2 separate regions of the Gossypium hirsutum genome follow, and region 1 is linked to region 2. Evidence: chromatin contacts called from public Hi-C data. All regions are on one chromosome and are shown on one strand. Each heading gives the region's core, a stretch centred on a gene start, on an enhancer-like site or on the middle of the called end of the contact. The rest is flanking DNA. Distances are from core to core; before and after follow the strand shown.

Evidence for each region. A called contact is a pair of places that touch in the nucleus more often than the background predicts.
Region 1: a Hi-C map of leaf shows a contact between it and region 2, with 2.5 times the contacts expected there. The contact joins the promoter of LOC107913277 here to the promoter of LOC107913270 in region 2. A contact is called at or near these places in 3 of 34 Hi-C or Micro-C datasets (all in leaf).

Annotation. Positions count from the first base shown.
Region 1 is chrD11:28,137,893-28,144,465 of Gossypium_hirsutum_v2.1, reverse strand. LOC107913277 (probable N-acetyltransferase HLS1) reads right to left here and starts at 5,235. Exons shown (of 3, transcript XM_016841810.2): 1 at 4,850-5,235; 2 at 4,532-4,707; 3 at 3,372-4,435. The coding sequence starts at 5,029. The coding sequence ends at 3,568. It overlaps LOC121223058 (a long non-coding RNA gene), which reads left to right and starts at 5,848. Exons shown (of 2, transcript XR_005920403.1): 1 at 5,848-6,135; 2 at 6,218-6,573.
Region 2 is chrD11:27,630,555-27,636,939 of Gossypium_hirsutum_v2.1, reverse strand. It overlaps LOC107913270, which reads left to right and starts at 4,990. Exons shown (of 2, transcript XM_016841803.2): 1 at 4,990-6,385.

The sequences.
Region 1 (6,573 bases), core at 3,986-6,485, 510 kb before region 2:
CTCAAAAGATGCTCATGATTGGAACACCAATTTTCTTTTCTTTATTATTATTGCTTGTGATAATCAAACTCTCACCCTCACAAATTTTACCTACCAATCTTCTCCTTAAATTCCAATTCCATGATAAAATAAAAGAGGTACAGTAAAGAAAAGGCTTAAATAACTATGGGGTAATGTATTAGGCCATGTAGCTATTGACTTGGATTTAGAACAATCAAGATAAAGGTAAATATGGAAAAAAAAATGTGGGCCAAGTTTGACCACAACTTGCTGTCAATCTACCTTCCACTTCACCTAAACCACTCTCACAAAACAACTTTTTAAGTGTCTTTAATTAAAAGAAAATTACAGACATTCTTTTACCATTAGTTTTTAAAATGATAATTAAAGTATTTATGGTGATGATGATATTTGTAGTCTGTAAGATGATTTCAAATATAAACTTTATATATGTTAATATGTTTAACGTTTAAATCTGTAATTTGATAAACTCATGTGATGGCTTGATGATTAAAAGTGTTTACTGCCTTAAGTATGACTTGGATTCAAGTTGCACTAGTTGCGTTTATTGTTCAGATTTTATCTAGTTATTATAATTTACCAAAAAAAATTTATAATTTGATTTTTTACTATTTAAAAAAAATGAAAACCAATGTGTTAGAAAAATTGCCTAACCCTTTCGTATATACCTACTTTCCCCTAATTAAAGCTTCTTTTCGTTAAATTGTACTTGTTAACTTTTATATTAATCAACCTTCTCAATGGCGAAAGTCATTATTTAAGTGGAAAAATTAGAAACAAGGAAGATAATATCAGATATTCTTCTACTTGCATAATTTCTTGTATTATTAATATTTTAACAATAAAAAATAAATTTATTAATATAATTATATTTATCATACATATAAAATATTTCTATCATTATATCAATCTATAACTATATATATTTAATCACTGAAAAATTTTCAAATAAAATAAATAATTAAATATTTTTAATTTATTCAAAATCTATAAAAAAATAATTAAGTATGGAAAATAACGATTAAACTACTTTATATATATGTGCGCGCGAGTATATATATATTCGATAACCCTTTGTCGAATGCGATCAAGTTAAGCTCAAAAAAGCTTTTGAAGTTTGTGGCTGTTGGTGTATTGCATCAATCTAAACATCTGCAAACAAAAATTAAATGGACAAGCTATGGGCTAATTTTGCAATCACTCATCAACTAATCTGTATTTTCATGTCTGCTTAATGTTGCAATTAGGTGTAATGCGGAAAGAAAGTAGGGATTGGACAAGGAGGTTGACAAATATTAAGGATTAAATTTGCAGGCTTATATGTTAATTTTGGATATAATACCGTTATTAAATATAAAAAAAGACTGTCAATATATTTAATAATCTATGCTGTACTTATATATTTACATAATTGATATGAAAATACACAAAAAGAAAAAAAAGAAAAAAGACGCGATATACGTGAGTTTATTAATTTTAGGAATTAAAAAAGTCCTATAATTTCTTTTCAACAATATATGATAAAAAGTATTGATGTCTTTTTCCCATAATTTTATCTTTTTGAAAATCAGTATGTTTTTATCAACTTTAAAACTTCTTTTTTCCCCCTTATTTATAAAAGCAAGATTTATATTTTGGAATGGAAATGATGTATCATGATTACATGTTGGATAATAATTAGTTATATCAAATCCAAAATAATAAACCAAACTGGCTTTTTCGTTTTGTTTTTTTATTGAGATGAATATTGGATTCATCACTTTATTGACAAATAGAGAGTGTTGCCGCCAATATTACCAAACATGATTAATAATCCTTAATAAAAGCTTTATTATCAAACAAAACAAAAAAAATGGTAGACAAACTTTATCAAAAATTGAAGAGCACTTAAACATATATATATATATATATATTAGTAAAGACATGGATCTTTTGTTAGGTACGTACTCATCATCAAATTATTGGATCCAATAAAACAGTCGCCATAATTATAATATAGTGTACATACCAAAATCCAATCTAATTCTTCAATGAACTCATCTAATCCATAACCTATTTAATAAATTACTCGTATCCATCTAACTCGATTCATTGAAATAATCAATCGAATCAACTCAATAAACTTCTTTTTGGTGGTTAGTTCAATCGAATTTTGGGGTTTTTTATTACCAAAAAAATTTTTTAGATTTTCCTTTACCTAAAATATATTTGTTTTCCATCCAAACTTTTTAAAATATAAAGAGTTAATTATATCATACATCTCCAAACTATAACTTTTATTTTAAATTGGTCCTCAAACTTTACATATTCTAATTACATCTTAAATTATTGAAGTTATATTAACAAGATATTTCTATTGCTAAAATTATTAATTTAACTGTTAAATGAGATTTAAAGAAAAATAAATATTGTAACCATGGATGTCAAAGATTTTTAACATTTTTATAAAATTAGTATAGTTTACTCACTCCTATAAATATTTAAAAAAATCAAAAAAATGAGGCTTAAATTCAAATACATGTGTAATATTTTATATAAAAATAGTAATAATAATTAATTGGATTGACATCCAATTAATAAAATGGAAGTTGGAATCGAATCATTTATCCTCATACGTGGCCCATGCTTCCAAACTCAAACCACCAAAAATAGAGAAAAGACAAAATAGGTTAAAAAGAAAAAAAATGGTACATTCTATCCTATTCCTTTCAGTTTGAATTTCAATCTTGCCTTCCAAAAACAAATAAAAGTAAAGCCAAAAGGCATAGCAGCTACAAGACAAAGTCTCCCATATCATTAATCTCTCATTCTTATATTTTATATACAGACTAGACTCTCTTCTTCATCCCAACCCAAAAAAAATTCACAATGGATATTCTTCTTCGTTGTTAGGGAGAGAATTTCATATTTCTTTCTCCACCACCCCTTTAATTAGAAAGATACTAAGATCTCCATTAATATTTTCCACATTAAACAATGATAGAGGTAGTCGTGTCGCTATCTAAAAGCATATAATCGTATTTTTTATGCTCAAATATCAATTTTAAAAAAAAAACTAAATCTCTACACTTTCATAATAATTTATATTTTAAAATCCAAAAAAGTTATAATTGAAAATGTGTCCGGATTACTTAAATTAATAGAGATTTATAAGGTTTTTATTCCTATTCTGAAAAATAATAAGGATTCCTTTTTATTTTATTTATATTTCAAGTATGTTCTGATTATACGTTCTTCTCATTCCTATCGAGAGAACCGTTTTTAAACATTGGAACAACTAAAAGGAAAATTCTCTAAAAAGATATTCAACCCCACTTCTAAAACTAAGGCTTTGTTTGGCTACTACAGGATCTTTAAAGCCACATCCCATTTACTAAAAACCAACATATCTACAGCCCAAAACAAGAAGAAGAGGATATTCATTTTCCTTTTCACACAAAGACCCATATCTTCTAATTCCCTCTTTTTATCTTCCCAAAAATTATTTGTAAAAGAAAGACGAGAGAGAGAGAGTGACTACTATTTTTCTTCTTTGTGGGTTAGATTTTAGAATTCTCTGGGATCTACAAATATGGAAAGTCCAGGGGGTGATTTAGTCCAGTCACCGACAGACCCGTCACTGTAGTCTTCCCCGAGTCGCTTGATACACCATAAATCTTGATCACATGATAAACTCTTCCAATGTGGGACCCCGATTTTCAACGGCTCAAGATTCGCCACCTCAGTCGCCACCACACTGCACCCTCCTTGTTTAGCCAAGTTATGCGCGTGTGCACACAATGCATTCACAAACTTGGCCGCGCGTGGACCTTCCCCTCCCAATCCGTACAAAAAGTGCAAACCGAACGGCCTAAACACTTCCGGGATCGAGGGTAATCTAAAAAACGGCAATAACTTGTCCACGATCCTTGTCGTTTTAGCCAACGCCTTCGTCATCCTCGACGCCCCTCGAACTTCCAGCCTAAACACGTCCTTGCTATTCCAAACACTCAAAACAGCCCACGACTCTGGCGGGTCTGATAAAAACTTATCCGACCCGGGCCAAGATTTTTGCGTGTAACATCCTCCACGTGGCACGGCCAAAAAGGTTCCAATGTTAAGTCTATTATTAAGAACCGAGTCAATGTCGCGAGGGAAGAACTCGGTGGTGGAGAACCGGCGGCGGTATAGCAACTCAGCGTCGGACGGCGGAAGCTTGATTAGAGTGACCCGATTGGAAACGGGGAGTTGATGAGCGAAAACGGGGTTAACCAAAATAGAAGGAGTACGGAACTTGGAGTAACCGCATTTATCAGTGAAGAGCTTAACAGAAGGTTTGTTGTCGTTTTCCGTTGCTAAGTAGGAATATTCAGCGCCGTTTAGGACAAACCAATCTTCCATTCCACGGACCAGCTTTAACCCAATTCCCATTCTCCTGTGGATAAAAAACCCAACAAAGAAATCAAAATAATTCATTTACTAATGTATTAACGAACTAAAAATGATCTGTTGGGGCAGTTATAGTAAATACCGGTGGGAAGGGGAGACCCGAAGGCCTAAAATGTAAGCGAGTTTGGTGTATACAGGGAAGGGTTTAGTGGGATGATTGCTTTTGCCATTGCGATAAAGCTTTTTGCCGCATGTAACGGTTTTAATGCAACCTCGAATCATCCCAACTATTTCTTTTGTGGAGCTTAACTCAGCCACCTGCTTGTTTACAAAGATGCAGAAAATAGTAATGTTAAAGGCTGTATTTATTATACGTAGATAAATAGTGGAATTTAGTAATGGAGATTAAATTTTTTTTTAAAAAAGGGACAAAAGGGAGGAGGGATTTCATATACAGTACCAGCATGAGAAAAGCAGGGGAATGGCGGACCCGGCAAATAGGGTCGCCTAAGAGGTCTGTAAAGAGAGAGAGTTTGCCGCTGGGACCAACCTCGCATCTTTTTTCAACTTCTTCTACACTTGTTAAATCCTTGCTCGGATCAAACTCTCTTATTACTAAAACACACTTGTCATCTCCCATGATTTTTCCTTTTTAACTCTCAATTGCACAAGTAAAGAACAACGGACACCACTTCTGCAAGACACCACGAATGAAGAAAAAGCTTAGGAAGTCTGTGGAAACCAGAGGTTGTTGTATGTTAGGTTTGCTTTTGAGGAAGAGGAGATACTGAGAAGAAGTTCATCGACGGAGAAACAATCGGGTTGAAGCTGCCTCTTAAATACTAATGAATTGGGGAATATTTTTATTTTATAAAAAAACAAAAGCCTTTTTATTTACTCCCCCCCTCTCTCTCTAGAATAGAATCTCAAACACTTTCCTTTTTGTTTTTAATAATTCAGTGCTTTGAAGTCCCTTTCTCTTCTTCTGTCTTCTCTTTTGTCTGTCCATGTATCTTCCCTTTCTCCCACTTTTAAGACTAGTGACAAATGTTGTCATAAATAAATTTAAATGGGAGCAGTAAATAAAAGAATATTATTAATCATCACAAAAAAGGGAGGAAGTGGAAATGGCGGCTATGGCTGCGGGGTCTGCTCAGTGTTTTCTTTTTGATTAATTTCTCTTCCACTTGGTAAAAATATTTTCTCAGTTTCTTCAAATCATCCTTATCAAAATAATTTAATCCTAGTAATATTTTCATCATTTTAATTATTGATATAATAACAAAACGTAAACTCCACCATATCCCACTAAATCTTAATTAATTTTTAATTTGTATAATCGAATTTTCGAAACTTACAAAAATATTACTAACATTATCGCATTATTATAAAAATATCATTAATATTATCAAGTTATATCACTTTAAATTTTTATTTTTTTTCTTTTTTTCCTTATTTTATTTTCTCTCTTTTCCCTTTCTTCTTCTTCTTCTTCTTCCTTTCTTTCCATCTTATCTCCCTTTCCAGTAAACCCTATCCGCCACCGATTCCACCATCGCCAGTGGCTTCCTCGGACATCGAACCCACCGGTGGATCTCCCAAGACTATCCCTTGATTTCGATAAGCCTAGCCCCAACCCTTAATCCTATCAAAGTTTGAAGTTTTTTTTCTTTTTCAACATTTAAGCTTGAAAATGAAGAGAATATGATTGACTTCAGCATATGAAAGACAACCCCGAGGAAGAAGGTGTATAACTAATGGGTGGAGTTCTATGTGCTTTTTTTTTATTATTATTGCAAAGTTTCTAATTTGTTTTTTGTTACGGTAGGGAAAGAAAACATGGAAGCATTATGCAACTCATATTTAAGGTTCTTTTTGGTTACTACATGTTAGCCTTTTCTTCTCTATTTGTTTCCATTTTTCGTCTCTTTTCTCTCTTTTTCACTCTAGATGAAGCATGACGTTTCTTTGAAGAAAAAAGTTCATTCAAAATGTTTTTGTTGTTTTTAAAGACTCTGTCTTCTTGATTTTCTTTTTTTGTTGTTTTAGATCTCCATAAATTTTTTTTTATTTTTTTATGATTTTATCTTTAATTTCCTCTTTAGCTTTTCTGGAAAAGCGACAGGGAGTGCAGTAGCTGCCACCATATCACACCCTTTGGGCAACCCAGACCCAATGAATCAA
Region 2 (6,385 bases), core at 3,741-6,240:
TGTTACAGTTCCGATGCTTAAAAGTGAGCTAAATAAACAGCTAAACTTAACCAACACTTGCAGTGAGTGGGAAGATCATTTTATGGATTGAAACTTATGCAGATTCTGATTTGATGAGCTGAGCTGAGCATTGATGCCTGTTTATAAAAGCAAAGAATAGTTGAACTCTTCTTGTTGTAGGTGTCTTGTAATTTTCTCTCCTTGACTTACAAGATTAAGAAATCAATTTTCCATAGGCTTAAAAGGATGGGGACCTACATACAATCGAATCTAAAAATAGAGAAAGAAGAAAAGGCAAAATGTTAAAATAAAGGCACAAAGAGACACGATGAGTTTGTGTGGCTAAGCTCAACATGACAGCAAGTAGTGGCTGGATCGGACAATGTATCCAAAATCATAACATCAGCCAGCCCCCATTATCTAAATACAAAAATTAAAAAGAGAGAGATCTGACTCCTAACCCTAAGCTGTTGTCTAATCCACATCATGTTGTTTCCCTAATTGGTTCGGTTCTTCAATGTTTCATGCCCCTTTTTAGTATCCCATTTTTCTTGCACACATAATTTTATTTTGTTTTATTTCTTTTTCTTGAATTCAGCAATATTTTTAAGACTTGTTTGAAATTTTTGGTTGTTGAGGCTGAAAACAACAAAAGCTTCTCTTTTTCATCATCATTATTACTACTTACATTGATTTCTTTAAAATAACTATTTCAATAATATACTATTATGCTCTACGTTTAAAATAAATGTCAGATTTAGTCTTCGTATTCTAATTTTATCAATGTTTATCGTTCTAATTTTCAAAATTTGAAATTAAAGTACTGACCCAAATAATAGCAGTTAAATGTATTGAGTTAATTTTCGTTGTTAGTATCATACTATGTATAACTTGTGATTTAATTTATATTTAAGTCCATATCTTTTTTCAAAATTTGAAATTTTAATTTTAAACAATATTCGTTAAATGCATTATTTAAAATGACATAATTTTTTTATTAATATTATGTAGAAACAGAAAGTTGATATAATATTACATATATATAATGATATCGCATAAAATTTTGAAAATAAATGTTGTTAATCCTAATTGTTGGTCTCAAAAGACAATAGGTGCTTCATTTGTTTGTGTAAGACAATAATTGAAGTAGATCCGTAAAGTATTAAGCGTTAATGAAAAGAAAGGAACATGGCGTGTTGTTCCACCGACTGATATGCAACCATAAAATAATGGTTAGATTCCACCATCATTCATCATTATCTATCTTAATATATTAATTAATGCCTAATCATTCATTAATACTTAGTTTTTATCTTTTCTACCCAATAATTCATGTTTAACATGTTCCAATAAATCACAATTTATGCAGTTTCCATGTCTTCTTATACATTAAATCATTATTTATTTGTTTTATAACTCTTTCTTCCCACGTAAATTACACTTTCAATCACTTAATTATGGGTAAATTTTTGTTTTGGTCAGTCAATTATAAAAAAGTTACAAAATGATCACACAATTATTCGATTTTGTTTATTTTTGGTCATTAGCTATTAAATCATTAACGGAAAGGTGACATGACATCTTTTAAAACGAGCATATAACTATTTTAACCCTTAACATTTATATATTGTGTCAATTTAGTCCTAACAAATTTAATACACAACATTTACATATTGTGTAATTTGGTCTTTTTTAGAATTTTAATTTTCTTTATGACATTTTCACCTAAAAAGCTAAATAAATTTATCAACTAAATCAATGGCAAAGCCAAGGGAGTAGGCAAGGGCCCCTTGATTAAATGGGAAAATATCCATTTAGCCCATCCCATTATATAAATCATTCAAATTATATCCTTTAGTTTTTGAATAAATGAAAATTTTACATTTTTTGGCACTCTCAAAAATTTAATAATGTAATGGAAGCATCTTAACACAACCTTGACTCCTCCAATATTTTATAATTTTATCTCGGCTCGTCCAAAGAAAATTTTTGGCCTTACCTTTGAGCTAAATTTGATTGAAAATATATATATAAAAAATAAAAACACCTAAAAATCCAACATAACAATTTTATTTTTTTTATTCTTTTAAAATTAACCCTCAATGTCATAAAGAAAAGCAAAACTATAAAAAAGATCAAATTTCACATTATGTAAATATTGAGAGTTAAAATTGCTACTATGTCAAATTTTAAACCTGCCAAATTACAACAGTTAAATTAGAAGATAATTGCTGGTAACCAAAAAAGAAAAAAGAAAGTTAAATAATTGAGCAACTATTATATAATTTTTCATAATTGAGTAATTAAAAAATTATTTATAGTTGAGTGATTACCAATGTAATCTTCTTTATTTTTAATAAATAAAATATTGCTAAGTTTAATACAAGTTAATTTAGTATTACACTTAGTTTTTAGATTTAGATCATCATTTAACCATTTTTATAAGAAGAATAGGAAAAAAATCATTCAAAGATTGAATTCAAGATTCGAGATTAGTACTAATTATTGAATAAAATCTTTTAAGGTGTAGGAATTCTTAAAATGAGAATCATGATAATCAAATTGTTTTCAATTTTTTAGATCAAAATGAATAAATTTAAGTCTTAGATTTAAGATTTAATCTACTCACTAAAATAAAGAGCACAATCCCTACTTTTTTTTTCTCCATGTAATATAAGTTTTAAGAACAAAAGGATTTCGATAATCTCTTACTTTCACATTTAATTTTTTTTGAAGAAAAAAAATTGAAAGCAAATTTACAATGAAAAGGAAGTAAGAGATTAGGGTTGCCAATATTAAGCAATTTGGGTGTTTGGTATTTGTTTTTCTTTCCTAAAAAAATTATAGAGAATTTCACTTTAAAATTTTGGGTATTCGGTATTCATTTGTATTTTATGAAATTCTTTGAGTGTTTTTCATCAACCAAGAAAAAAACATCTTAAATATCAAAAAAAGTAAATATCGAATACCCAAATTGCTTAATCTTGATAACATTAATTTCTTACTTTCAATCCCATTGTAAGGCTACTTCTAATTTTTTTCCAAAAGAAAAAAAAAGGAAAAGGTTGGTTGTTGTGCTCTTTATTTTAATGTAGATTAAATATTAAATTTAAGGCTTAGATTAATTTATTTTGATCTAAGGGTTAAAAACAAAATAATTCTCATGGTTCTCATTTTAAAAGTTCTTACTATATTTGTGACCATCTTTTAAATGATTTTAAAAAAAAAAGAGTAATTTAATCTTTTGTTTTGTAAAGATAGATATAGTTTTAATTAGAATATATATATATATACAAAGTAATTTTACACACTTCCTTAATTATTTAAATAATTAATATTTTAATAATCCAATTGTCTTGTCATGCATGTAAATTTTCAAACCGACCATACCAATTTAAAATACTCTATATATTTAATATATATATATCCAACAGTTAATTTTTTGTACACAAAAAAATAGTTAAAAGTTTTAAATTTAAATATTAAAAATATAAATTATTTTTACATCATGTTAAATGGAGATAAAATTCATCCGACAAGATAGAGTTGATTGGGGAAACTGATCAGTCATGTTGTTTCACACTCATCAGATCAAATCAAATAGAATGTCCGAATCAAAGCAAACAGACACATGTGTTATAACTTTGGTGCAAGATTTTGTCCACAAAGCCCACCCAATTAAGTGCAGAAAAGTTATTTATATTTCAAATCTTTAATTAAATTTAGGTTCCATCATTTGATAATCCTCAGAAGCAGAGATTAAGTTGAAGAATATGTTATTCTGCAAAAATGCTGATGTTCTTTGGATCAATGATGATTGCTTTGTGAGAAGGTGAAACACAAATGGGTGGGGGTAACAGAGAGATAGCATCTTGTAAATGTAAATGTACCCCTATTTTGCTGACTAAAAAATCTGCACCTTCTGAATACTGTTGAAGCCTGAAATTTTTGACAATTCTTTTGTTGTTATCTATCATAAAGAGTAATTAATTTCTTTATTTAAATGGTGGGTGGTGGGACCTAAATGACAACAGAAGAACATAAGCCTCTGGGGTGGCCCCTTGCTTCAGCCTTTTCAGCAATGGACCCACCACCCCATACGGTTGCACCTCTCCTTACCAGCAACGCGTGCTTCCCCATTCTCACCCTTTTTCTTCCTATAAATAAACACAATTTCACCAATTATGATTCCTTTTCAAGATAAGAATGGGATTTTACTTTTGTTAAATTCTGACAAATTTCAAATTTAGTTGACTGTTCAAATTATTTATATTAAACCAGGTTGATTATAATGAATATTTTTAAATTTATGATTAATATAAACACATTAATCCTTTGCTGTTGATAAGATTTCATTTTTATTATATTGATAAATATTCCTAGAAACAAAATCCATTTAATCTTTTCATTTATATGGTCCCCTCAAGGGATCATCTTCCAGTCTGTACCATGTACAGCTATAGCACAACAGTGACAAATAATCAAATACATAAATTATTTATTAAGCAATTTCCCAAATAAAAGAATGACGAGAGAGAGAGAGAGATCTATAAAATACTTCTATATATCCAGAAACCTGCTGCATATGCAATAATGATAATAATAATAATAAAAGGTTATACATATATAAGTACATTTAATGTGTACCATATTTCATCCAGTTATGTGGACCGTCGGATATGTTTGATTGATTTTGGCAACAACCTTCCTCACATGGCTAATTAACGGCTATAATCATTGTTTGAATGTGGGGTTGAAAATCGAATCCAACAACTCAGATCCAAATGATCCATCATCATCTGGGTTGCATGCTATTTTTGTTAATTGTGATATCTGTATCTGATACTAAATAAACAAGATCTTTTTGATCCTGTGGCTATGGGTGTGATGAATAATTTATGATGGTTTTGTTAAGGGTAACCACCCTTATCGTACGGCAGGGATGTAATTGTTGGAGGGGCCATGAACACCTCCCTCATCATATCAGTTTCCACTAACCTTTTTTTCTTCTTCTTCTTCTTCTTCTTAAAAAATTATAAAATGGAGGAGACAACTGTTAGAAGGGATATAGAATTCTTGGGTGCATGTGAATCACACACCATAGCAAACGCAGCTCAACTATTTTATGATGATTGTCCCCAAAAACCCTAATATAGAAATATAGATAATAGATATGTGCAAATCCTGTTACATGTTAATAAAAATAATTTATAAATGAAGTGCATTGCTGGACCTGTCTTAGGCATCTTCCACAAAACTTGAATTGCATTGGCTATTAACACTCTCATTTGTTTGGCATGCCTGAAACCCAAGAATGCACCCCAGATTCTTAAATTCCTCTCTCTCTCTCTCTTTATATCAAAATATTATAGTTTATTTGGACCTTGTTTGCAGTATATACTGATGGGGAATATTGTGAGAGAGCAAGCTCATCCTCTTTCTCTCTCAAAACCTAGATTTGGCTCAACTTAAGGTTTCGAGATTTCTCTTTCTCCTTGCAAAACTCAATTTCTCTCTACTTCATCTTCTTCAACTTCAACTGGTTTAGCTGCTGTGATTCTTCATAATTTGGTAGCCTCTTCAAGAATTTGTATCAGGTCAGAATATGCACTTCAATTCTCTACAACCCTCCCCTTTTTTTTTCTCTTTTCTGATGCATGATTTCATTGCAACAAGAAGAGGATAAAAGAGATAAGAATCATAAAATATTAGGTTGAGTTTGACTTTCGGAAGCAAGGAATTTGGATGTTCAATTGTGTGTTTGATATATATGCCATTTGGTTTTTATTATTTTCTTTTTGGAGTTGCTCTTTAACATGGTGAATATGATGATCCTACTGTTAAACTTTGTTATCACCGGCTTTCATATTTTTCCTTCTTAAACAATCACTTTAAGAAGATCCATGAAAGTAATGATTTTTTTCCTCTTAATTAAACGAAATTCATATATACACACATACAAAATGTATGTAATTTCATTTAAACATCAACTCTTTCATGGATGCTAGTGTAGTTTAATACATCTAAATCTATGAAATGAATATTTTAAAACATACATACATACATACTCATCTAACTGTGTTGCACTCCTATTAATTTCGTATACTCATAATAATTAGGTACCGAAAATCCATTTAGATGGATTGTTTTATAGTGGATTATTATTATTTTGTAAATGCGGTTATATAAAGGTTAGTATATGTGTGAAAGAAAAAGTAATAGACATAAGAAGAAACCAAGAAGGGCATTGAAACCACATGTGATATATAATGTACCTATAGACAAGGCTGCATAATGGAAGATATTTTGTATGGAAGATTTATCAATGGTGGCCCAAAGAACATGTGAAGAAGAAGACAAATTATACTAGAACTAAAAGTGGTTG